Linked DNA regions of Mus musculus: all the other regions are linked to region 1. The links are chromatin contacts, called in public Hi-C, Micro-C, promoter capture Hi-C and targeted proximity ligation maps. All regions are on one chromosome and are shown on one strand. The core of a region is the stretch at or near the end of the contact, and the rest is flanking DNA. Distances in the headings are between cores, read along the strand shown. Region 1 holds the start of Mafa (v-maf musculoaponeurotic fibrosarcoma oncogene family, protein A (avian)). Region 2 holds the start of Zfp707 (zinc finger protein 707). Region 3 has its middle 18 kb from the start of Ly6h. Region 4 holds the start of Gfus (GDP-L-fucose synthase). Region 5 holds the start of Ly6h (lymphocyte antigen 6 complex, locus H). Region 6 holds the start of Zfp41 (zinc finger protein 41).

The links. Promoter capture Hi-C pulls out the DNA fragments that hold promoters and counts their contacts. Hi-C and Micro-C count contacts between places; a contact is called where the count stands out from the background.
Region 2: a promoter capture Hi-C map of cranial neural crest shows a contact between it and region 1. A contact is called at or near these places in 3 of 39 promoter capture datasets (cranial neural crest, embryonic stem cells and pre-B cells), 3 of 130 datasets of targeted methods (embryonic stem cells, memory CD8 T cells and pancreatic cancer cells) and 2 of 9 other capture datasets (liver and macrophages).
Region 3: a contact with region 1 is called in a Hi-C map of cortical neurons. A contact is called at or near these places in 2 of 39 promoter capture datasets (hippocampal neurons and pre-B cells), 3 of 484 Hi-C or Micro-C datasets (cerebral cortex and cortical neurons) and 3 of 130 datasets of targeted methods (embryonic forebrain, embryonic stem cells and forebrain).
Region 4: a contact with region 1 is called in a targeted proximity ligation map of pancreatic cancer cells. A contact is called at or near these places in 2 of 39 promoter capture datasets (both in embryonic stem cells), 2 of 484 Hi-C or Micro-C datasets (both in embryonic stem cells), 6 of 130 datasets of targeted methods (the HPC-7 cell line, embryonic midbrain, embryonic stem cells and 2 more) and 2 of 9 other capture datasets (adipose tissue and liver).
Region 5: a Micro-C map of embryonic stem cells shows a contact between it and region 1, with 2.2 times the contacts expected there. A contact is called at or near these places in 2 of 39 promoter capture datasets (hippocampal neurons and pre-B cells), 5 of 484 Hi-C or Micro-C datasets (cortical neurons and embryonic stem cells) and 2 of 130 datasets of targeted methods (embryonic forebrain and forebrain).
Region 6: a Micro-C map of embryonic stem cells shows a contact between it and region 1, with 3 times the contacts expected there. A contact is called at or near these places in 7 of 484 Hi-C or Micro-C datasets (CD4 T cells, LSK cells, cardiomyocytes and 1 more), 1 of 130 datasets of targeted methods (pancreatic cancer cells) and 1 of 9 other capture datasets (adipose tissue).

Annotation. Positions count from the first base shown.
Region 1 is chr15:75,746,180-75,750,230 of GRCm38.p6, reverse strand. It overlaps Mafa (v-maf musculoaponeurotic fibrosarcoma oncogene family, protein A (avian)), which reads left to right and starts at 1,910. Exons shown (of 1, transcript NM_194350.2): 1 at 1,910-4,051. The coding sequence starts at 2,309. The coding sequence ends at 3,388.
Region 2 is chr15:75,966,956-75,971,006 of GRCm38.p6, reverse strand. It overlaps Zfp707 (zinc finger protein 707), which reads right to left and starts at 1,884. Exons shown (of 4, transcript NM_001347040.2): 1 at 1,603-1,884. The coding sequence starts at 1,710. It also overlaps the pseudogene Eif2s3x-ps1.
Region 3 is chr15:75,546,956-75,551,006 of GRCm38.p6, reverse strand. No RefSeq gene overlaps it. Among named protein-coding and RNA genes, the nearest start is that of Ly6h, 18 kb to the left of the region's middle.
Region 4 is chr15:75,927,632-75,931,682 of GRCm38.p6, reverse strand. It overlaps Gfus (GDP-L-fucose synthase), which reads left to right and starts at 1,865. Exons shown (of 11, transcript NM_001357005.1): 1 at 1,865-1,964; 2 at 2,634-2,791; 3 at 3,140-3,254. The coding sequence starts at 2,646.
Region 5 is chr15:75,565,130-75,569,180 of GRCm38.p6, reverse strand. It overlaps Ly6h (lymphocyte antigen 6 complex, locus H), which reads left to right and starts at 1,999. Exons shown (of 4, transcript NM_011837.3): 1 at 1,999-2,418; 2 at 2,922-3,049; 3 at 3,482-3,598; 4 at 3,840-4,051. The coding sequence starts at 2,417.
Region 6 is chr15:75,614,358-75,618,408 of GRCm38.p6, reverse strand. Zfp41 (zinc finger protein 41) reads right to left here and starts at 1,725. Exons shown (of 3, transcript NM_001044718.2): 1 at 1,589-1,725; 2 at 1-365. The coding sequence starts at 208.

The DNA.
Region 1 (4,051 bases), core at 661-3,160:
AGTAAGCCCAAGGCCACATGGGATGCTGTGCCCAGACATGTAGCTCATCCTTAAGTCCCAGAGCTTCTGGGGCTCAGGCTGAGTGTCCTAGTCTAATGCCTTTGCCAGGCTACAGGAGACATAGAGAACTGAAACACTGGCTCTCCTGGTGAGACCTCGTGCTCTAACTCAAAGGCTCCCCTTTGGCCACAGGTGGATCTGATATAGGTTACCTTGGACAAGGCCAGTTGCTTTTCACGGCCTCCTTTCCTCATCCGTAGAATGGGCATGATTACACTGATGGCTGTGGCTACCACCTCAGCACTGTAGAGTCCCAAAGATAGACATTCCAATGGCTCCCCGAAGTCTCCTTTGGAACAGGCTGAGGGGAGAGTTTTGTAGGGGTTTCCTCATGCTTTTTTTGTTTGTTTGTTTGTTTCTGAAGACCAAGCCTGCACAGATGAATATGAAGGTGAGGAGTGTCTGGACACTGAGGGAAGGAGCTGGGAGCTATTTGCTCCTAGCTGCCAGGCATCCCCTGTGAAATAGCAGGCACCTGTAGAGGGAGTAGGCAAAGCCCTTGGCACCATGACATCCTGGATAGGTATCCTGTGAATACCCTTTCAAACTTTTTCCACCTTGTGCACAAATGGTTTATATTTAAGAATCGATTGATTGATTGATTGATTGATTGACTGATTGATTGATTTTTAGTTTTTCGAGGCAAGATTTCTCTGTGCAGACTTGGCTGTCCTGGGACTTGCTCTGTAGACCAGGCTGGCCTTGAACTCCCAGAAATCTTCCTGTCTTGGGAGAGCTGGGGCTAAAGGCCTGCACCACCATTGCCCGTCTATTATTTTTAATAGTCAACGGCATATAAGATTATAGATAACAGAGAGGAGAAAACCGCACTCTGGGTCACATCCAGCTGTTGTTCGTGAATGCACGCCCTTTCTATCTTCGGTTGGGATCTGGAATTCTGGAGGAGGGAGGGGAGGGGAGGGTGTCACAGAACTCACATCTTGTCACCCACCCTCCCTGTTGTCCTTGTGGCTTTCTTTTGCTCGGAAGCGGCCTCCTACTAGGTGTGTAGAGACATTCAGCAAGTGTGACGGTGGCAATCTGCTTGCCACTTGTCACTCCAACTTGCCCCCACCCAGCAAGGCTCCTCCAAACCGCCCTGGTGGGCAGCTGGGTCTGAGATTCCTTGTGGGCATTTCTGCAGGCGTCCAGACCCATCAGCCCCATGAATTCAATTCAGAGAAATGGGTTCTCTACGCAGGGAGTACCCGAGACCTGCTCCTCTAGCCCCGTGGTGGCCACAGGCGTCTGTCCCACTCCACCTACCACAACGCTCAGAGGCCTGCGGTTCCACCGTGCATCCCGCCGCCCGAGGTGCCAGCAACTTTGTTGACTGAATTCCTGAACCCATCCCAACCACAGGATAAAAATAGCTGGCGCTCCCGGGCAGCTCGGGAGTCACCGGTGTCAGGATAGTTAGAGGTCCCCATTCTGGAGACTCCAGGCCACTTGGGCCTGGTGCGGGACACAGCCAGCTAGACCACCTAATGGATCTGAGACACCGAAGGAGTACCCTGGACGAGGGCCTCCTCAGCTTCCCTGCACTCTCTGGCTTTACGATCCTGGAACCTCAGAATCTGCCACTTGGTCTCGCGCCCTCTGCTGTGCAGTCCCATGCGGCGGCCACCAGGGGGCCCTGCCCACTCCTCTTGCCGACGGCCCTTCCCCACCCCTTCCCACAGCTGTTTCCCGCAGGAGATTGACAGCTGGGCTCCGGGTTGCCATGGGGATAGGCAAATGAGGGCGGCAGGTCTGGGGCTCCGATTGGCCCGGGGGCGTCGGCCCCCACCTGGGGAGGCGGGCCCAGAAGCGCGTCTCTATAAAGGCTTGTGCGGCTCTGCGCCGGGCCGAGGGAGGCGGGGCCGGCCGGCAGCGCGGGTGGGGCGCGGGGCGGGGCCGGGCGGGAGAGCCCGGAGCGCGGCTGAGCCCGGGGCGCGGCCTCTGCACCCTCCAGGCCAGGACCGCGGAGGAACAGAAGGAGGAGGAGGGCAGGATTGGGGGCCCTGCGCCCGCTCGTAGCGGGCCGGGGGGCCACCCGAGAGGCCTGGCCGGCGGCGTCCCCTGAGCACAGCCCAGAGTTGACAGCAGGAAACTTTTGCTGCTGCGCCCTTCGGCGGCGCGACCAGAGCCTGAGCCCACCGCGGCCCGGGGGGGAGCTAGGGGGAGAGAGGCCCGCGGCTCCCCCCACGCTCCCCCGCCGCCCGTCGGGGCGCGGCCGGGCGCGGCGGCGGGGCTGGGGCCCCGGGCGATGGCCGCGGAGCTGGCGATGGGCGCAGAGCTGCCCAGCAGCCCACTGGCCATCGAGTACGTCAACGACTTCGACCTGATGAAGTTCGAGGTGAAGAAGGAGCCGCCCGAGGCCGAGCGCTTCTGCCACCGCCTGCCGCCCGGCTCGCTGTCCTCGACGCCCCTCAGCACGCCCTGCTCCTCGGTGCCCTCTTCGCCCAGCTTCTGCGCACCCAGCCCGGGCACAGGCGGCGGCGCGGGCGGCGGGGGCAGCGCGGCTCAGGCCGGGGGCGCCCCGGGGCCGCCGAGTGGAGGCCCCGGCACTGTCGGGGGCGCCTCAGGAAAAGCGGTGCTGGAGGATCTGTACTGGATGAGCGGGTACCAGCACCACCTGAACCCCGAGGCGCTCAACCTGACGCCGGAGGACGCGGTGGAGGCGCTCATCGGCAGCGGCCACCACGGCGCGCACCACGGCGCGCATCACCCGGCGGCTGCTGCGGCCTATGAGGCCTTCCGGGGTCAGAGCTTCGCGGGCGGCGGCGGCGCGGACGACATGGGTGCCGGCCACCACCACGGCGCACACCACACTGCCCACCATCATCACTCTGCCCACCATCACCATCACCACCATCACCACCACGGAGGCTCTGGCCACCACGGCGGAGGCGCGGGTCACGGCGGAGGCGGCGCAGGCCACCACGTGCGCTTGGAGGAGCGCTTCTCCGACGACCAGCTGGTATCCATGTCCGTGCGGGAGCTGAACCGGCAGCTCCGCGGCTTCAGCAAGGAGGAGGTCATCCGACTGAAACAGAAGCGGCGCACGCTCAAGAACCGCGGCTACGCGCAGTCGTGCCGCTTCAAGCGGGTGCAGCAGCGGCACATTCTGGAGAGCGAGAAGTGCCAGCTCCAGAGCCAGGTGGAGCAGCTGAAGCTGGAGGTGGGGCGTCTGGCCAAGGAGCGGGACCTGTACAAGGAGAAATACGAGAAGTTGGCGGGCCGGGGCGGCCCCGGGGGCGCGGGCGGGGCCGGCTTCCCTCGGGAGCCCTCGCCAGCGCAGGCTGGCCCCGGGGCGGCCAAAGGCGCACCCGACTTCTTTCTGTGAGTGCCGGACCCTGGGCCTCGCCACGGCCGGGGACAAGTTTGCGCAGGCCGCCCCGGTCTCGGTTCAGACTCTGAGGCCCGGGACGCGCGCTCCGGCGGTGCAGCCGCAGCTGCCGGGGTCCTCCTGTCCGCCCTGCGCACCCCGCCGCCAAGCCCCAGCTCCAGGTACCTACCGCGGTGCGCCTCTCCCGCCGGGCCCCGGTCCGAGCGTCTTCGGGGTCGCCGGCTAGACTTTGCCGGGGTCCCTCGGCGCCCCGGGAACGGTGATTGCTTAGGGAAGTCCGAGCCAGGTCTGACTTCCTCGGCAGCGTCCACTTGTACAGACGTGGAGCGCAGTTCTGCGTCCCAACCTCCGCCCAGCCGCAGCGGGGCCGCGCCGCCACCAGCTCCCGGTAGCCTCCGCCGGCCCCGCGCTCCTCTGTCGTCTTTCTTTCTGCCTCCGTTTACTTGCTCTGTTTTTACTCCTCCTCCTCCTTTTTAAAGCAGTCATATTTTCGCAACATTAATATTTATTTTGCTTGGTAATTAGAAAACCCGGAGGAACCCCCTGGTCCCCGTGCGCCCTCGGAGGTCGGCGAGTGCCCGCATGTGCCCTCCTCGCTCATTCGCTCTGAGGGGTCCGGCCCTGCCTGCCTTCCAGCCCGCTTGTCCCCACCCTGTTCGC
Region 2 (4,051 bases), core at 635-3,134, 220 kb before region 1:
TGTCCTGATATGAAGAGTGGTACACGTGCCGGTCTACACTCATATATACATGCAGTAAATACAGTTTTCCAAGAATAACTGCTGGGGTAGGTCTATAATCCAAGCACTGAGTGGCAGAGACAAAAGCAGCAAGACTTCAAGGCCAGGCCAGGAATGGTAGCCCACACATTTAATCCCAACACAACTCTTGAGATCCAAGCCAGCAAGACCAGAACAGCCAGGGCAATAGGCCCAGTCTCAAAAACAAAAAGATCATCAAAAAAGTCCAAGGCTAGGCCTCATCTCTGCTGCATGATAAAGTTCCGACCCAAAAAAAACCCCAAAAAAATCAGTTCAGTTTAGAGAAGAAAGGCTTATCTAGCTTACGATTCCAAGTTACCATCCCGTCAAGGCAGCTAGTCATATCAGTCAAAAGCAGAAGAATGAACTAATGCAGTTTTAGAACTCACCTAGCTTTCTCTAACCTTCCACAGTCCAGGACCCCAAATCTGGGTCCGCTCATATCAATTAAGCTAATCAAGGCAATTCCCCACAGGCATGCCCACAAGCCAACCGGAACTAAATAATCCCTTGAAACATTCTTCCCAAATTACTTGATTGCGTCAAGTTGAGAAATTAACCATTACACCAACTTTGACGAAAAAGCTATGTCAAAGACCGTTTGGGATAGTTAAAAAGCAAGCCAAACAAAACAACATTTAATGAAACCAACAAGAGAGTTTCTGATTCTAAAAGGGAGTTAGAAAGATTAAAGAAAGATTAAAAGGCAAGCAACAGAGAAAGAATTTCCAAATCGTTTTCTGCCAAAGAACTAGTATCTAGAATCACTTCTAAAAATTAACATAGAAAGAGATAACTTTTTTTTTTTTTGGGGGGGGGGGTTGAGACAGGGTTTCTCTGTGTAGCCCTGGCTGTCCTGGAACTCACTCTGTAGACCAGGCTGGCCTCGAACTCAGAAATCCGCCTGCCTCTGCCTCCCAAGTGCTGGGATTAAAGGCGTGCACCACCACTGCCCAGCTAAGAGATAACATTTTAAAAGAGAGAGAGAAAAAAAAAAAACCTAACTAATCTTAACACTCAGGTGACAGAGGCAAAGGGGTCAGCACAAGTTGAGGCCAGTCAGGCTATAAATTATTTTAACAGCTATCACAAAAGTTGCGCCTAGAGGCATTCAACCTTGTGACATTGCGACATAACTAACCAACCACCTACACTGTGCTGATATGCATTCTTATCTATACTCGACTAGCAAGGCTGCAAATTGGGACACACCTGGAAGACCCGAAGCTCGGGAAACACAGGTCTGGGTAGTGACTGCCAACCACAAACTCTGCATGATAAAACCAGAATATATATTTCTCATCTGAACACCAGAACTGGTGCCACAAGCCTGGCTGGACTTCAAGGCCGGAGAGCAGGGAGTGTGGGAAACACTAAAACAGAAAGTTGTAGTCCTGGAAAGCAGGAGCAGACAGACCCAGACTGAGACCCTAGGACCGCCGGAGCGCGGTACCTGCCAGAAGCAGGAAACCCGAGCGCCCGTGCCAAGGGGACCCAGGTGGGCGCGGGGCCAGGGATTGGGGGTAGAGGGTCCGAGCTCACCGGAGGAGCATCGCCGTTAGCTCGCTCGGGAAGAGCGCTGCCCCGTCGGAAGCAGCGCTCTCGTCGAGCTTCGCCGAGAGCAGCAGCTGCAGCAAGACGCCGGCGCATCTGAAGGCCGCGGGGGATGCCGGGGGTAGGGTCGGCTTCAGCGCAAGCGCAGTGGCGCGGAGCAGAGCAACCCAAAGCAGCACCACCGTCGGATTCCCCAGCTCCTGCACCTTTAAACGTCAACTCCCGTGCGCGCCGCACTGACTTCAACTCTCCAGCGGAAATACGCCAATCAGAAGCGTCTTCCGGCTACTTAAAGGGCGGGGCCAGATAAAAGGGCGGAAGTGTGCGCGAGCCCGCCCCCAGGGGCCCAGCCCTTCCGTTGATATGGGTGGTCTGTGGGTTTTTTTTCGTGTGTTCCTGAGCCCACTGGAAGGAGGTGTTTGTTTTGATGGGCTTGGGGGACAAGGTTTCACTGTGTTGCCCTGGCTATTCTGGAACTCTCTTTGTAGACCATGTTGGCTTCAAATCAGAAATGTCCATGCCCCAGAGAACCTATCTCCAGTTCTCAAGCAGCCAGAACCATCAACATTCTTTGTTTGGAATTTGTCCTATGGCTGTCTAAACTGATGTTTGCCAGTTTGCTTCATGTTAGTGGCATGGGTCAGGATTTCCTACTTTGTTCATTGGGGTCACTGGACCCTTAGGCCACTGTGATGCCAAATTTAATTTGAAAGATGCAAACTTATTTGTAATTCTAATTCTAGTTTAGGCAGCCTTCGTCCCACCATAAGATAGCTGAGCAGATGGAAAGGAAGATACGTCCTTTCCCCTCTGAGCAAGATGGCTGGGGGATGTTACCAAGTTGACACCACTTTCACGTGAAGTTATCAGCAGACAAGCTACAATTAATATTGTTACAACTGGTCATGGAGCTCATGGGAAGTCCACCGTGGTGAAGGTTATTTCTGGAGTTCACACTGTCAGATTCAAAAATGAGCTAGAAAGAAACATTACCATCAAGCTTGGACATGCTCATGCTAAGACTTATAAACTTTGATGACTCAAGTTGTCCTAGACCAGATCATGTGGAAGCAGTACACCAGATAAGTTTCCTACATACATTCTGGGGGCCAAAGGGAACTTCAAATTAGTCAGACATGTTTCCTTTGTTGACTGTCCTGGCCATGATATTTTGATGGCTACGATGCTGAACAGTGCAGTAGAGATGGATGCAGCTCTTCTGTTGATAGCTAGTAATGAATCATGCCCTTGGCCCGAACACCTGACTGCTGTAGAAATCACGAAACTCAAGCATATTTTGATCTTACAGAATAAAATTGATCTGGTAAAAGAAAGTCAGGCTAAGGAACAATATGAGCAAAATCTCGCATTTGTGCAAGGAACGATAGCAGAAAGGGGCACCAATTATTCCAATTTCTGCTCAACTGAAGTATAATATTGAAGTTGTCTGTGAGTATATAGTGAAGAAAATACCAGTGGCCCCAAGAGACTTTACTTCAGAGCCCCATCTCATTGTTATCAGTCCATCTGATGTCAACAAACCTGGCTGTGAAGTCGATGACCTTAAGGGAGGTATAGCTGGTGGTAGTATTCTAAAAGGAGTGTTAAAGGTATGCCAGGAGATAGAAGTCAGACCCCGTATTGTCTCCAAAGATAGGGAAGGAAAACTCATGTGTAAACCAACCTTTTCCAATATTGTGTCACTTTTTTGGGGGAAACATAATGATCTTCAGTATGCTGCCCCAGGTGGTCTCACTGGAGTTGGAACAAAGATCGGCCCCACTGTGTGCTGAGCTGGTAGAATGGTGGGACAAGTGCTTGGTGCAGTTGGAGCGTTACCTGAAATATTCACAGAACTGGAAATCTCCTATTTCCTGCTTAAACGTCTTCTGGGTGTACGTACTGAAGGAGACAAGAAAGCAGCCAAGGTCCAAAAGCTGTCTAAGAATGAAGTGCTTATGGTCAACATAGGATCCCTGTTGACAGGAGGAAGAGTTAGTGCTGTTAAGGCTGATTTGGGCAAAATTGTTTTGACCAGTCCTGTGTGTACAGAAGAAAGGAGAAAAAATTGCCCTTAACAGAAGAGTTGAGAAACACTGGCGTTTAATTGGTTGGGGTCAGATAAGAAGAGGAGTGACCATTAAGCCAACTGTAGATGATGACTGAAGACTCCAAGTTAAACAATGCCTTGGGAAAGAGTTGGAATTTCTTTTAATAGCCTATGGGGTATATTTTCAAAACAATACTAGAAAGAATTAATTTCCTAGCTCATTATCTTACTACTAGCTATCTATGTTTATTCTTATATTTTGGCCATGAAAATGTGACCTCTACTATTTTTTCTTTTTATTGATTTCTTGTTTGACATCATGTAGCCCCATCCCACTCATCCCCTCATATCCGACCTTTGCCCTTGCAACCTCCTCCAAAATAAATA
Region 3 (4,051 bases), core at 392-2,891, 200 kb after region 1:
AGTGTTTTTTGAGACAATGTATCATGAATTGTAGGCTGAATCGTCCTCCCAGTCGTTACATAGCTGAGGGTTGTGATCCTTCTGCTTCAGCTCCCAAACGCTGGGATCGCAAGCCTGCACCACCACATCCAGTTGTGTGCTGCTGCAGGTTAAACCCAGGCCTTCAGGCACAATAAGCAAGTAATCTAGCAACTGAGTCACATCCCCAGTCTTAAGATTATTTTTGAAACGGGATCTTCCTGTTTTGTTGTTCAGCTCCAGGGTAGCTGAGATGAAATGTTTAGCTTACTGTGCCTGACTAGACCTAATAAAATTTCCTTCTTCCATCTAGCATCTGTTCAGGATCAATTAATTAATATATCCATCTGTCATTTCATCTCTTATTATCAACCTTTCTGCCAATTATCTATTATTATCTCTGTATATATTAAATTATATATCATCTACCAATTATCTGTTATTTGTTATCTATCTATCTATCTATCTATCTATCTATCTATCTATCTATCTCCATTTATCTGTCATCTACCTGCCCACCTTCCTACCTATTGACCATCTATCATCTATGTATCCATTATCTATTTGTGGCGGTTTGATGAGAACTGTTCCTCTCAGGCTCAGGTTTTGGAACATTTGAGGTGGTAGTAGGGAGGTGCAGCCTCGAAGGAGGCAATATGCCACTCTGTGTGTGTGTGTGTGTGTGTGTGTGTGTGTGTGTGTGTGTGTGTGTGTGTGTGGTGTGTGTGTGTGTGTCTTTGGGAGCTTTTAGTCTGCTTCTCTCCAGTTTTCTCTCTGTGTTTTGCATGTGTCTGGAGATGTGTTGTTTCCTGCTTCTGCCAGAGAGCCTGCTGCTTGCTGCTATGCCTTTTGGGATTCTTATTCCTCTGGACCCATAAACCCAAAATAAACTCCTTCATCCCTATGCTTCTTTGGACTATGGTGTTTTATCAAAGCAACTCTTTCTCTCCTAAGTCGCTTTGTTGTTTTTTGTTTGTTTGTTCTGTTTTTTTTTTTTTTTAATCACAGCAACAGAAACAAAACTAGGTGAGGGACTGGGGCAGTGAGGCCACTTAGACCCTTGTGTTCAAGGCCACTAAGGCTCTAGATTGGAGAGGGACATGAGGACGACAGAGGGTTCTTGGATGCAGATGCCAGCTTCCTGGGAGGGTGGGCTCTGGGGAAGGTTGGAAGGTGCCCTAGCTATGGGCTAGACCTGGGCATGCCTGGTCACTATCTTGGCCCAGGGAACCTCAACCAACTCTGGCATATCTGAGTGATAAGGACAGGAGTGGGCTGCTGGTTTAAGCCCCAACAAGGTAAGGTATTCAGCTCGAGCTTTGCCTGCCCTTTTCTAGACATTCTTTTTTGTTCCACGTGTTTGTTTCAGGTGCTGCTTGGCACTGAGTTCCACACCGGTTTCCCTGGAGACGCTCACCAAGATGTTGCTGTCTTTTGGCAGGGATGGCTTTCTCCTGGCTCCCTCTTCCCAGTGAGCAGTGTGCTGAGGGGGTTTGTTCAGTAGCATCTGGGTTGCTTCTTGATTGTGCAGATGACTTTCAGGTGGCACTGTGTAGACACCTCCTGTGTGTTGTTATGGTGCTCTGGACGCTCGCACCTACCCACCCCCTGGGAGAACATGCTCAGCACAGCTGGCTGAGGTGGAAAAGTCAGGTTTCCCCCTTTTTGTTTTGAGACTTGCACTATTAGAAACCAGCCAGGGGTCACTTTGATCAGCGATGCCCTGCTGAAACACACACAGCAAAACACACAAATAATTTCCTAATCTCACTCTTACTATTGGCCTTTAAGAAAACCAGATTGTCCAATAACCCTGGGAGAAGGGAGGACAACAGCCCTCTCCTGGAGGTGTTGAAGGTGACCTATTTCACTAGTGGTGGTGGGGGCCCCTATGTCTGCTGAGCCATCTCCTGGAGGAGTGGGCCCTCTGGTGTCCATATGAGGGATGGCAAGTGATCTTCTTTAGCCACTGCATGGCTATGAGCAGTCTGCCCCATTAGGAAGCACAGACGTAGCACTACTTCCTGCTCTGCTTCTTGCTCAAGTTCAGCCTTACATGAGGGGTTAGGTAGAGACTCAAAGCCCCCAGGAATATCTGAAGGCTTCTGTGGGTGTACCTCAGGTGGCTCACCAATGCTACCAAGCCACTAAGTTGTGTACACTCATGTGAGGCTGCTCTAGAGTTCCTTCCATATGTGTTATCCTCTTGGCATATTTGTTGGCTCACATCTGACCTGGAGCAGGCTGCAAGATGTCCATCACATGTGGACATTAGCACAGACAGAGTCTTGAGCCAGAGCTAGACCATGACACTCCCCTCATGGGCTCTTCAGCATTGAACCAGCACTTCTCTCGAGAAACAATGGGGTGATAAAGACAGCATTGCAACATCCTCTGAGCAGTGGCTCCAGGTGCTCAGTGAAGAGAGTTGCTAGGGTGCCATTCACTGATTCTGGGATTATCCAGGTAAGCCCCTCTTGGCTGGGAAGCCAGGTCTGCAGTTTCTCCACTACTGGTCCTTGGTGAGCCTGGGATCGGGGAAGGAGGACTGGAGAGTTACACTCTTGCCCTGGGGATCTCAGAGCTCTGAAACATCCCTTCTGTTGGCACAATTCCCCTTGGGGCTTGTCTCACTTGGATCTCTAAAGAGCATCCATTCCAGTTCTTCCATTTTACACCACCCCCCATCACAGGACTCACAGGCAAAGAGACACTGAGTGGTTCTGCTGCCTGGCAACAGCCACAGAGTCAAGTCTCAGACAAGAACAGCTAGCTCTTCAGGAGCCTTTCTTAAAAAATTTTATTTAATTAATTATTTATTTATTCATGTAATGTATATGAGTACACTGTAGCTGTCTTCAGACACACCAGAAGAGGGCGTCAGATCTTGTTACAGATGGTTGTGAGCCACCATGTGGTTGCTGGGATTTGTACTCCAGACCTTTGGAAGAGCAGTCGGGTGCTCTTACCCACTGAGCCATCTCACCAGCCCCATCTCTCCACCTGTAATAAGGAGCACGGAGTCCCAACACTGCCAGCTGGTCACATAGGCCATGTTGGCTGGTGGCACAAGTGTGAAGGCATAGATCTCCACCCCCATGAAGCCCTCCAATTGAACTTGTCTCTTTCTCTCTAATGTCAGGATTTTGGTCAACTGTCATGATGCTGGGCATTTATACTGACTGCACTTGGAAGTCTGAAGCAGGAAGATTAGGAGTTTGAGACCAGCTTGGCTATATGGCAAGACTCTGTATCAAAAACAAAACAATAAAACAAAACTAAGACCAAGTAAACAAAAGGCCAAGGGCCAGGGCTGGAGTGGTAGATCTGTGGTTAAGAGCCCTGGCTGCTCTTCCAGCAGACCTAGCTTCTAGTTCCAGAACCCATACAGTAGCTCGCTACCATCCATAATTCCAGTCTGAGGGGATCCAATACCTTCTTCTGACCTCCATAGGAGCTGCAAACATGTGGTGCACAGACACACATGCAGGCAAAGCACTTGTGTGTACACGTACACATGCACACACCCTTCAGTTAACTTCTTTTACAGATTCATTCTCCTTGCAGTACTGAACCACAACGTTTTTTCTGTTTTAGAGATTTTGCAGTTTATTTATTACTGTTGCTGTTGCTAATCATGGCGGCGTGTGTCAGCAGGATATGCTGAAGAGGTGTCACTAGTGGGATCATGAGTTTAAGGCCAGCCTGCGATACACATTGTTGGGATTGGAGAGATGCTCAGAGGTCAAGATCACTTACTGCTCTTACAGAGGACCTGAATTCAATTCCCAGCACCCACATCAGGCAGCTTCTAGCCACCTGTAACCCCAAGTTCAGAGACTCTGATGGCCTCTTCTGGTCTCTGAGGGCACCTGGACACACGTGGTATATATGGAGATAAAAGCAGGCACACATGTACACATTAATAAAAAGAAATGATTTTTGAAAAAAGATTGGATAAGCTTTATTGTGTGAATTTGTTTGTGTATATGTGGGGTAAGGGAAGGGCATTCAGAGATCAGAAGACAAGTAA
Region 4 (4,051 bases), core at 616-3,115, 180 kb before region 1:
TCTGTTTCCAAAAAGTTGGGAGAATGGCTATGCAGTTGGAAAACTTGCAGGTGGAAACAGAAGCACTGGGGAGGGCAAGAAGTGACAGAAAATGGAGAACAAAAGGGCTCAGTCCCCATGACTGAGCAAGAGAAGGAAGTTTTCTGCAGAAGGAAAGAGGAAAGAAACTATGCCAGAGGGTAGGCAAGTCAGAGATATCTAAAAAAGCAGGAGGACAGTATGATGAAACAGCCCATTTTGAAAGTAAGGGTTAGGGCTGGAGAGATGGCTCAGTGGTTAAGAGCTCTGACTGCTCTTCCAAAGGTCCTGAGTTTAATTCCAGCAGCCACTTGGTGGCTCACAACCATCTGTAATGAGATCTGACGACCTCTTCTGATGCGCGTCTGAAGACAGCTACAGTGTACTTAGATATAATACTAAATCTTTAGGCTGGAGCGGGGCCCAACCAGAGTGAGCAGGACCAGCCGGAGCAAGCAACCTTCATTCCCAGCAACCACATGATGGCTCACAACCATCAGTACAGCTACAGTGCGTACACGTAAAATAAAAAAAAATAAAATAAGGTAAAATAAAAAGAAATGATAGATCTGAGGCATTTTAAAGAGGCTGTGGTTTCATATGGGATGAATTTGTCTTTTGTGGAATAAATTCTAAGTAACTGGGCTACTCAAAATAGAATTATTCCTCAACACTGGAAGGGGCTGGTAACAGCTGTACTAGACTCTGGTCCACAATTGCAAACTCTAACTAAATTCAATGAGTCATTTAAAAGACATAAAAATGAGAAGAGGCGGGTTGGAGAGATGGCTCAGCGGTTAAGAGCACTGACTGCTCTTCCAGAGGTCCTGAGTTCAAATCCCAGCAACCACATAGTGGCTCACAACCATCTGTAATGGGATCTGACACCCTCTTCTGGTGTGTCTGAAGACAGCTACAGTGTACTCATATACATAAAATAAATAGATTTAAAAAAATTAGAAGAGGCTCAGGGGGATGAACTCATTTTGTAGAACAGGCTGGCCTCAAATTCAGAGATCTGCCTGACTCTGCCTCTCAAGTGCTGGAATTAAAGGTAGAGTGTGCTCTCCCACACTCTGTGTGTGTATTCTTAAGCCTGTGTCTCTATTTTTAAATTAACACTACTATCACAGTTGATAGACATATAAACTTAGCTAAACTGAATAATCTGCTGTCCTACTTACCTCCTCATAACCAATATTTTTTAGGTTTTTTTTTTATACATTATTTAGTTTTTATGTATGGGTACATGTGTGGGACAGTGTGAGCGTGAAAATCAGAGAACGACTTGTGGAAGTCAGTTCTGGCTTTCCAGTAAGTGGATCCGAGTGGATCGAATTCAGACGAACAGGCTTGGAGTTAAGTACCTTTAAAAACACCATTCCAACATTGGCTGATATTTTAATTTTTCATTATGAAACACACTTTAAGATGTTGTCGAGGTAGAAGAGATTTTATTCACTGCTTTAAAATACTCAATTTAGGTAAAGAAATCGAGTCTTGTGTGAACTCTTGGCTGGAACACACAACTGGTAAGGGATGCTGGCTCAGCCAGGCGCCTGGCCACTCAGACACGCAGACCGGCTAATGGGAAATGATTTTCCTTGCAGGATAAGAACTGGAGATTCCTTGCCAGCCCACTAGTCCCTTGAGGGACCTGTGTCCGTTTAACCACTAGAGTGTGTCTAGGTGTGCAGCTTGTCCTCTGCATTGCAGTTCCAGCGGTGAGACGGGACCATCCCCGCCCCGCCCACAGGACTCGGTTTCCCAGATGGCCGTGAGGCCCAGAAGACATTTCCCAGAAGGGCCCGCGCCTCACTGGCGCGTGACAAAGACTCCATTTCCCAGAGTTCCCCGGGAGGGTCTCGCCCCCCTCCACTTGAACCGGGAATAGCTGGAGAATTGTGCACCGGAAGTAGCTCTTGGGCTGGTGGAACCCATCGCAGGTGAGATTTACAGTTGGATTCGGCGCAGCAAACCGGGGATCTCGCAGGCTGGTCAGGGCCGTAAGAGTACGTCTCGCATTGTGGGTCTACGTGGGGTTGGGCTGGGTCGGGAACCAAGGGGTTTGGGGCCCGGGCCCTTGCTCATCTTGGTAACGGTGGAGCCATGCGGCTGGTTCAGAGCCCCCCTACAGAAACCGTAAAAAATTCCAGCGTCCTGAGGCCGTCCAGCGGTGCACCCTGCCCTAAACTACTAGGCTTTCTTAGACCGTAGGCTATCAGCTCAGCATTTGTGGGTACGGGACTCCAAGTACGAGCACCGCCCCTTGTCTGTCTGTAGGGTGAACGTTGGGGAGAAGCAGCCGCTATGATCTGTGCAGGGACCTGCCAGCCCTAATTTTGCAGTCGTAGGGATGAGGTGTACCTTTCCTCTGCCTAGTAGGGTCATGGGTTGGAACCAAGCTACTTTGTTTGGGATGGCGGCCAGCAGGAAGCTATAATGCCCAGGGCAAAGGACTTCCTGGGGGAACAGAGTTGGGTGTGTCTGTCAGCCTGTTGTCGCTCCTCCTTGGAAGTTTTGATTCTGTGCCTGCTGCCATTGGCCAAGGAGAATGGGGTAGGGAAAATGGCACATCCTGTATCCTCCTTAGCTTACACCATTTGGCCCTCCAGGTGCAGACCATAATGGGCGAACCCCATGGATCCATGAGGATCCTAGTGACAGGGGGCTCTGGACTGGTGGGTAGAGCCATCCAGAAGGTGGTTGCAGATGGGGCCGGCTTACCTGGAGAGGAATGGGTGTTTGTCTCCTCCAAAGATGCAGATCTGACGTAAGTTGCGACCATATTCAGACCCAATTCCTCCTCTTGGTTCCCTTTCCAGACAGAATAATACCCTGACCGGGTTTGTTCCTGAGCCTAGAAGTAATCTACCCCGAGTTTGGGTCCTCCCTGCCAGGTGACAGGCTGTAGTTGCTGGCTGTGCTCTTAAGTAAACATCCTCCTGTAGTTCCGGGATTCCCAGCCGACAGCTGCTAAAGCTCTGAACTTAGCTACTTGTCTCTGTGGCTGCCCTTCCAGCCATGGATCCATTCAGTTTCTAGACTCACTGCCCAAGCCTCAAACTCCTGATCTCCTCAGGCCTCCCTAGCCCTCCCCTGACATCCTGGCTTCCCTCAGGGATGCAGCCCAAACCCAAGCACTCTTCCAGAAAGTACAGCCCACCCACGTCATCCATCTCGCTGCAATGGTAGGCGGCCTTTTCCGGAATATCAAATACAACTTGGATTTCTGGGTAAGTTGGAGTGCTCCAGGGGCAACAAGCATTGGGAGCCAGGAGCTTAGGTTCTTGAAACTTCCACAGGTTTACCCCCAAGAAGTCCCCGAGGGCTGGTTTTGTACAGCCCTCAGGACATTTGGCCAAGTGCCGACCTGCAGATTGAGAAGCTGAAAGAAACCTGCACACCACACTATGTATCTGGGACTGAGCTTGCTTGGCTGCTAGATTGTCTGTTTGTCTGTCTGTCTATATCTATTTACGTAATGTGCATTGGTGTTTTGCTTGTATGTATGTCTGTGTGAGGATGTCTAGTCTCTTGGAACTTGAGGTACAGACAGTTATGAGCTAGCATGTGGGTGCTGGGATTTGATCCTTTGGAAGAGCAGCCAGTGCTCTTAACTGCTGAGCCATCTCTCTGACCCCCAAATTTTTCTTTCTTTCTCTCCTTTTTGTTTTGTTTTTGGGGGTTTGTTGATTTGTTTTGGTTTTTGAGACAGGGTTGTAGCCCTGCCTGTCCTGGAACTTTCTCTATAGACAAGACTAGCCTCAAAACTCACAGATTCGTTGCCTGCTTCTGCCTCTGGAGTGCTGGGATTAAAGGCGTGCTCCATCATTGGCCAGGCTGCCAGATTCTTGTACTCCCAGGCTTGGTTTCCTCAGCCCTCTGAATCTACCAACCACTCCCGTATGTTGGAGTGTCTGTAGCATGTGCCTTAGGAGAAGGGGCAAAACGGAAGAGCCCTGCTTCTGCCCACCGTGCTCCTGAGAATCTGCCCTCCTGCCTTTGAGCAGTCAGTGGCTTTGATCTAGCT
Region 5 (4,051 bases), core at 750-3,249, 180 kb after region 1:
GACAAAGGTGCATAAAATTCTGACTTAGGCATTTCTCTAGCACTGCAAAGATCCTATTTCACCCTCTTTGGTTTTGATTGCTCTGCCCCAAGATTCTTTAGAATTATCTTCTCTATTTTCTAGGTTTTCCTGTCTTTGGTGGGCTGCAATTTTGCTATGTTGTGCTTAGGTAAATCATCATTTGTTATTTTGCTTATTATACATCAGAATCTCTACCAACACTTATCTTTCACCAGTTCTGACTTATTTTAAGTAGACTGTCTCTAAACACCATCACTGGAATTTCAATTAGACTTTTCTTAGCTCTCTGCACACAATCTTTTGTGGTTCTAAACTTCTTATTTTGTGTTACATCATTGATCTCTTGTGGGCAGGAGTCCTACCACTGAATTATATCCTTAGCCTTTCCTGATGATTTCTTCAAATTTGTCTTCCAGCTCATAAATTCCCTCTTCATCTGTGTCTAATTTGCTGGCTAATTTAACTCTGTGCTAAGTTGTTTTTCTTTTTTAAACATCAACTTTATTAAGATACAATATATCACATACCACACAACTCATTCTTTATTGAATACATTTCAGTGACTTTTAGTGTATTAATAAAGTTGTGTATCCATCACCAGAATCTAATTTTAGGGCATTTCATTACTACAAAATGATTAGTCGTGTCCCAAGCCGGTCATTCCTTTCCCTCCCTGTACTTGGCTAATCTTTCTGTCTTTGTTGGATTCTTACACTTTGGGGCATTTCATGTAAATAAAAGGGTGTGACATGTAGGGTGTTTGTTGCTTCCCCCCCGCCCCCCCAGATTTCTTTTTCAGTGATCACCTCCTTTTCCTGGGAGTCCTTTTAAGGCCTGCATTGGTCTTTTTTCATGTGAGCGAAGTTTCTTTCTGTCAGGTAAACTTGCGGTTTGGCTTGGGGTTGTGTGTTTCTTCTTCTAGCATGTCTTAATAAGCACATTGGCTTTGTGTTCGAGGAGGTTTGTTAGTGTTGAGGGAAATCTAGTCAGGCCGCCTGCCTTTTCAAGCTGCGGCATGATGAACAGGGGTTCAAGGACCATTTACTCCCCTAAAAACACTTCTTACCTAGAAGCCTCACCAAGCCTCTGCTCTGCAAGAATCCATACTATAGCTCAGCCTGTCAACCTGAGTGCAGGCTCAGGCACAGCTGCTCTCACCCCAGTCTGATGGCAGGCTGGCTCTGGGCTCCACAATGGAGTGGAGTGCGGGACTTCTTTTGCAGAGAATTGTGTATGAACTAATTCTTATCCTCGGCACTCTCTTCATCTAGATCCCTTCTTCAAAGTGTCTAGTCCCTCTATTCCTCAGCACTTGTGAACTACTCAAGTGCTCACGCTGTTTGATCACCTGGTGACTTGTGTGACCCTGGGCAGGAGGAGGCTCTATTGCTAAGTGTTCTCCTTACCTGTAACTCAACACCGAGACACCAAGGCAACATGCATCTATAATGTGCTGTTTAGATCAAAGAGAACAGACTATACGCTCAGACTGACAGCAGAGGTTGTCACATCTAGCAAGGACTTGGTATTAGTGACAGTCATTTGTCTGGTATGAGGTTCTGTGGTGGGGGTGGGGCGGGCGGGCAGAATCCAAGGTGTGCTAGCTGCTTTTTCCAGGGCCTAGGGTTTTGAACACGGAACACCTTTCCTCCTGTGTGACAAGGGAGCGAAGGGAGCTGTGGCTTACCCTGAGCCCAAGAGAGCTGGAAGGGCAGGGGGGGAGCAGGAGCCCAAGGTGTGAACCTGGTGTGATCCTTACACAGGGGCCAGGATTGTCATCTCTGTGTGTGGGTGTGGTTGGTAACAAAAGTCCCTAGGGCTGAGTTGCCGGTGGGCGTCGTCATGGGCACTCTTAGGAGTAGAATTGGCTGGAACTATCGGATGCGAGGTGGATGCTGGGGAGGGAGGAGCCCCAAGGCTGGGCGTCTGAACCCCACAGCCCTACCTCTCCGCTTCCCTCTTTCGCTGCGTCTTTGTGCATTTTGCTTCCTTTAGCAGCCAAAGCTCTTCCGAGAATCTGCAAGGGACCTCGGCCAAGCAGAGTGGGAGGATCCTCCCACGCCGGGTAGGGAGGTGGAAAAGGGTGGGGGGCTGCTGCGGCGGGAGCAGGAGCGGGAGACCTAGAAGGGGCGTTGCGCGCGGACGAAAGGCGCCGAGGCCGGGTAGGGCGACCTGCTGAGTGGCCTCCAGCCCTGGGCGCCCCCCACCCCGCGCGTCTCCCAGCTGTGCGAGGCCCCCGCCCCGGTTCCGCCCCGCCCCTCGCGCGGGGTCCGCGTCTGCGGCTGCGTTCCCCGAAAGACGAAGCTGCGCCCCGGTTCCGGTCCGCAGGGAGACCGAAGGGCATCGCTCCCCGCGCCGTGCCCGCCGCTGAGCCCGGAGTGCGGACACCCCAGGGATGTGAGTGCGCCCCCCACCCCGAGGCCCGCACTCCACGCCCCGATTCGCGGTGAGCGCCGAGGCGCGCGCGCGGGGACCAGGGGAGGGGACTCGGCGCGGGGTTCCCGGCCCCCCAGCCCAGGGGTGGGGACGAGGACGGGGACGCGGCGCGCAACCCTCCCCCGCCGGCAGGTAAGGTGCGCTCCCTCCTCCCGCTTTTCCTGTCCGGACGCACCTACAGCTCCTTGGGGAGAGAAGACAATCTCCCCACGCAGGTGCAGGGCGAAGGCTGCGGGGACCTCGGGTGGCCACCTCACCGGAGAGGGCAGACCTCTTTTCCCTGGAGGGGAGGCTGTGATGGTGGATGCTCCCGGTGATGGGTTGGGGGTGGGGCATTGCGAGCTCCTGGACCTCCCCCCCCCCCCCCGCGCGCTTTTGATTCCTGGGGGATGGTTACATCTTCAGGCCAGAAAAGGGAAGGGTGTTTAGGGTTGGGTCCTCTGACCGAGGCTATTCCCCTCCAGGCCTGCGCCCCAGAGGACCCCCGCCTGCAGCCCCCGCGCCTCTTTCAGGCCCTATCGGAGCATGCTGCCTGCAGCCATGAAGAGCCTCGGTCTGGCGCTGCTGGCCTTGCTTCTCTGCCCCTCGCCGGGTGAGTCGGGGGCCCGCGGGGAGGGGTCATATCACGGGAAGCACCACTCTTAGATCTCAGCTCCAGCCACCGGGGGCTCTCCCCACACTCGAGGGCATCCAGCGCCTTTCCACCTTTCTTCTAGTACTGCGCAGATGTCCCTCATTCTCAGAGGTTCAGCGAGCTTCCTATTAAGTCGGGTGGACCTTTCCTGTCTTGGAACCTACCTATCTTTGGGGGTGCTGTGTGTAGGAGTAAGAGGATGCGGGAGGCAGGATGTGTAGGCACAGCACAGGGTCAACCTGGAGGCCCACTCTGGGTCTTGTGGGAGTGAACTCTTCTGTGAGCATGGTTCTGCCGTGATAGCTGCAGCAGGTTGGGGAAGAGGGGGTGTAGGGTCTGGCTGTCCAGACTCGGGTTCCCCTGGTTATCCCTCTCTCATGCCCTGCCTAGCCCATGGCCTGTGGTGCCAGGACTGCACCCTGGCCAATTCCAGCCATTGCGCTCCGAAGCAGTGCCAGCCCACCGATACCGTTTGTGCCAGCGTGCGGATCACCGACCCCAGCAGCAGTAAGCCTGGACCGGGTGAGGGGGCGGGGCTACTGAAAGCTAGATCTAGGGAGAGATCAGAGGTGTCCTCTGAGTTCCTCTTCCCTGGGACAAGATCATGACTTTGAGGCAAGACAACACTGGCTTGTTCCTCCCTGGTTCCACGTCTTAAACTGATCTGGAGGGTCCTGGGTTCTAGGGAAGGGACAGAGCTCAGATGGAAGTGGACCTTAGCCCCCATGCCTTCCTTCTTTCCCCCCAGGCAGGAAGGATCATTCTGTGAACAAGATGTGTGCTTCCTCCTGCGACTTCGTTAAGCGGCACTTTTTCTCAGACTATCTGATGGGGTTCATTAACTCTGGGATCTTAAAAGTCGACGTGGACTGCTGCGAGAAAGATTTGTGCAACGGGGCATCGGTCGCAGGACGCAGCCCCTGGGCCCTGGCTGGGGGGCTCCTGCTCAGCCTGGGGCCT
Region 6 (4,051 bases), core at 476-2,975, 130 kb after region 1:
CTTTAAACGAGGCATCGAAGGCATCAAAGATATGTGCTTCGTCCTCGGGGCTCAGGACAGGTTCTTTTCGGGGTCTGCGGGGCTTTCTTGGCTTCTTGGTTGCCTTTTTCCCCTTTGATGTTTTCTCTCCCTTGACAGTGGCCTTTTGCGCACCTGCCTCCTCCTTTGGGGCCTGACTCTTCTTTTTCCTAGTTGCAGGCTTTTCCATTGCTGCTCTTAGGAAGCAGGAAACCCCCCTGGAGGCCAGGGAAGGCTGAGGGTTTTCAGACAGTGGCTGCCTGGCTCCTTCTCTGGGACTTCGCTGTCAGGGACAGCTCCTGCGTACGAAGCTGCATCAAGCAGACAGAACCACGGTCGTCTTGCTTCTGGAGGCAAAAGCATGAACAACAGGTCAGAGGCAGCTCTTAGCTCTCTGCAGCTCCACTGTCTTTCCAGCTGCTCACATGATGAGCCCCTCAGACTAAAGTGGACTCCCCAGAGCTCTAGCCCCAGGCCTATAAGCTGAGCTCAGAGCCTCTGGTCCACTGTATGCTCATCTCTTTGAGTGACTCTCTCACTCAGCCACAGACACTCCTGGGCCTGAAGACAAGATTTTCACTCATCCCAGAGAAAGCCATAGCCATCATGGACCGATGGCCATTTTCCACCTCCCCAAACAGAACCTTCCCCGTTCTTCCTTATCCTCTCTACCCGCCCACATTGGGACTGTGCAAACACCCTGGAGTAGGAAGTAACTCTACCATACAACAGCCTGGTTCTGAGCCTGGAAAACTCAGGGCTCTCCTCATAATCCACAGCAAACCCCATCAGACCCCCAAAGGATGCCTCTTGTATTGATGAGGCTCTCTCTATGTGACCCCTCTTTATCTCTAAACCTGCACCATCCCCTTTACTCCCAGAGGCCCAAAGGGGTGGGCTCTGCTGGCAGTTCCATCTAGAGCACCCACACTTTCCCAAAAACACTTTGGGAACACACTGTATTTTGTTCTAAGCATTTGACAAATACCCACATATCTAACCCAGCAGATAAAATTCTTATCCGGATTCAGAGTCCAAGATCCAGGCGGCTAGGTGACTGTTTGCTCTATGTCAGCATCTGAAAGTGTTTGTCTTTTGTGGGACAGCTCAGGAGACACCTGAGAGTCCCTGTCTGCAGCATCACTCAGTACCAATTCAAACACCATCACTCTGGTGAGAGGAATGACAAGCGGGACCCAGGTGTCTGTGTCTGCTCACCAAGGACCATCCTCACTGAAAACTTAAATAGTCATTAAAACCAGAGAAGACCCCAGCGACTTAGCTTATTGCCCCCTCTCTTCACAGGCCTGTGCACAGGAGTAGGTGCGAGTGATTCAGGCAACTTAGTTGAATTCCGCTGACCTAGGGACTCAGGTCCATCAAGGAGCTGCTGGAGCCGGCAGGATAAGGCGCTCAATGCATCCAGCAACAAGGGGCTTCGCTAGGTAGCCCGGCCCACCTTCCCCGCCTCCAAGGACCTCTGCAACACCGCCGAGGTGGTCCACAGAGAAACGACTCAGAAGCCGGCCTTCGCCCGGTCGGGGCTACCGTGCACACACGCAGAGAGTACCTGATGGGTGCCGAGCACAGACGCCGGCGGAACGTGGCCGTAAGCAGGCTGACCGGCGGGCGGGCGACCGTTAACAATGCCCACTTGAGCCCGCCACTCCCGCGCCTAAAGGCGCCCGCCCCTCTGGTGCCGCTCTACCTTCCCCGGCCTCTCGGTGGTGCTGCCGCGCACCCTAAGCCCCGCCCACCGCTCGAAACCCACTCCAGTGCCGCTCTAGGACCCTTGCCGGGTTCTCGGTGGTACCGCCGCAAGCTCCGGAGCCCCGCCTGCTCGTTCACGCCCTTCTGGTGTCGCTCTAGGAGCAGCCGCCCGGCCTCTCTGTGATCCCGTGCTGCGGCCGTAGGCCCGCCTACCTCTCCCCGCCCCTTCGGGTCGGCTCTAGGAGACACTGCCCTCGCTCCTTGTGATGCTGTGGCTGCGGGCTCGAGCTTCGCTTGAGAGGATGCTAAGCAGGCGTCTGTGCCTGTGCAAGCTTCTGGGCTGCGGGCGGCGCCTTTCTCCCGGCGTGCGCCTCTTCTCAGGACTCCAAGCCTTCTTCTGCAGGCTTCGTGTTATTTCTCAGTCATCGGGTTTGCCATCTGTGGCACGCCGGGATGGCGGACCCAGTAGTGCACGGCCTGTAGCCCCCTGGAATCATCCGACCCCGCCCCTCCTTTCCGGCAAAGCCAGGGTCCCCTGCTCTGTCCTTAACGCGGGCCTTTACAGATATTTAAATCTAGTCACTTCTTGTGCTCTTTCGACTTTCTGGGTATATTCTCCACTATTATATTTGGTTAGGCTGGCTTAGAACTAGCAATCTCTTGCCTCGGTCGAGTCCTGGGACGATAGGTGTGGCCCACGGCGCTTGGAGAATGAAGTTATGAGAAACGAATCGAGAGCTGTTGTGTGCTTGGTGAAGTCTCCCTGGGGGCGCCATTTTACATGACTAGTACACAGTGTTAGTGCCTCCTGTGCTGCAGAAGCCTGTATCAAACCTCTAACAGACCCTTTCTTTAAGTGTCGTCTCCACCTCATCCGTTTAGATTCAACGCCAACATGCTAGATAAATGTAATTGTCCAGCGTGCAACTTGGCGGAGCTTGCCGATTATCATTCAGGCATCGCTGTCTAGATTCACAAGAGTGGCTGTGTATTGAATGGTGGTTCATTCAGCCTCCTGAACAGCTGCCTCTGCGCTGTGTGCATCACAGCTTTGGGATCCTTTGTCCACTGAAGGACGTGTTTACAAGGTTGTTGGGAAGCAGCGCCCCCCCCCCCGCCCTCCCCCCGTGCTGTTTCATTTCCCTGGGACCGTGCCCAGGAAGGCAGTTGCTAGGTCCCAAACTGCATGTTGCCTTTTGCAAGAAACAGACAAGCTGCTTTCCAGAGAGCCTGTGCCATTTCTCATTCATTCCTACCAGTGGCATGGGGCTTTCTGGCTTACCAGCATTTGGTACAGGGAGGTAGGGCATCTCCTTGCTTGCTTTCCCCAGAAGGTTAGTGGCCTGTGTGCTTCCTGCCATCTTTCATGTAGTCCCCAGTCTCTTACCTATCCTCTAATGAGGTGGGCTGAGCTGGATGCGCATAGACTGTTGGTATCATTCTTGTTCTTTTCAGCTCTCAGGCATGCTCCAGCTTGTCCCTACCCCCACGCCCCTTCATTTGTGGAAGAGATTCTGTTTTGGAGTGGCTCCTCTCTGGAGAATTATACCCTTCTCTTGTCAGTGAGACTCAACTGCTAAGCCTGTGGCTTGGGCTTGCTCACGTGGTCCAAGTTTTTCTCTAAGAAGACAATGAAGTGTCTTCTGCTAAGAAGCTCCAGTGTCTGGACACAAGCTCTGAGCCATCTGGACACATGGCCCCTTTGTCTGGTGGCCAGGATTATTTGCTGTGTACAGCTTAGGGTCGGCCTGAGGAGATGCTGTCTTCAGTGATATACAACTGAGACATGTCTGTTCCTGACAGTGGCCGTTCACATGGGAACCTGGGTAGTGTAGGGCCTCCCTAGTTGCAATGGATTGTCTTTGTGTTAATGTCACTGCCTTGTTCCTGCGTCACTGGCTTCTACAAACCACAAGGTCCTTGGAAGGGCAATGGTAATGAGTCTCCTTCCTCAGGATTTCCTGCCTTGGGGAAAGCACCTGCTCCCCTCCCTCCCCACCCCCCCATCCACCACCACCACCAGGATTTTTACAACTCAACAAGGAACAGTAAGACCACTATAAATGGTTGCTTTCTGTCCTGGGAGGCAGGAAGATTCCAGAGAGCCCCTGGACTCTGTCAGTGAAACTGAAACTCTTGTCCAGCACCAGCCAAGAACAAGAGCTAGTGACCCTACAAGTGAGTATTCGTTGTGAATACAAAATGTCAGAAACAGATAAACACATTTGTGTCTTTTTACAATATCAGAATTTATTGAATAACAAATAACAAATTCACAAGCTACATTGGCTTCTTTGACTGGTATTTGTCAAGTGGTTCAGAT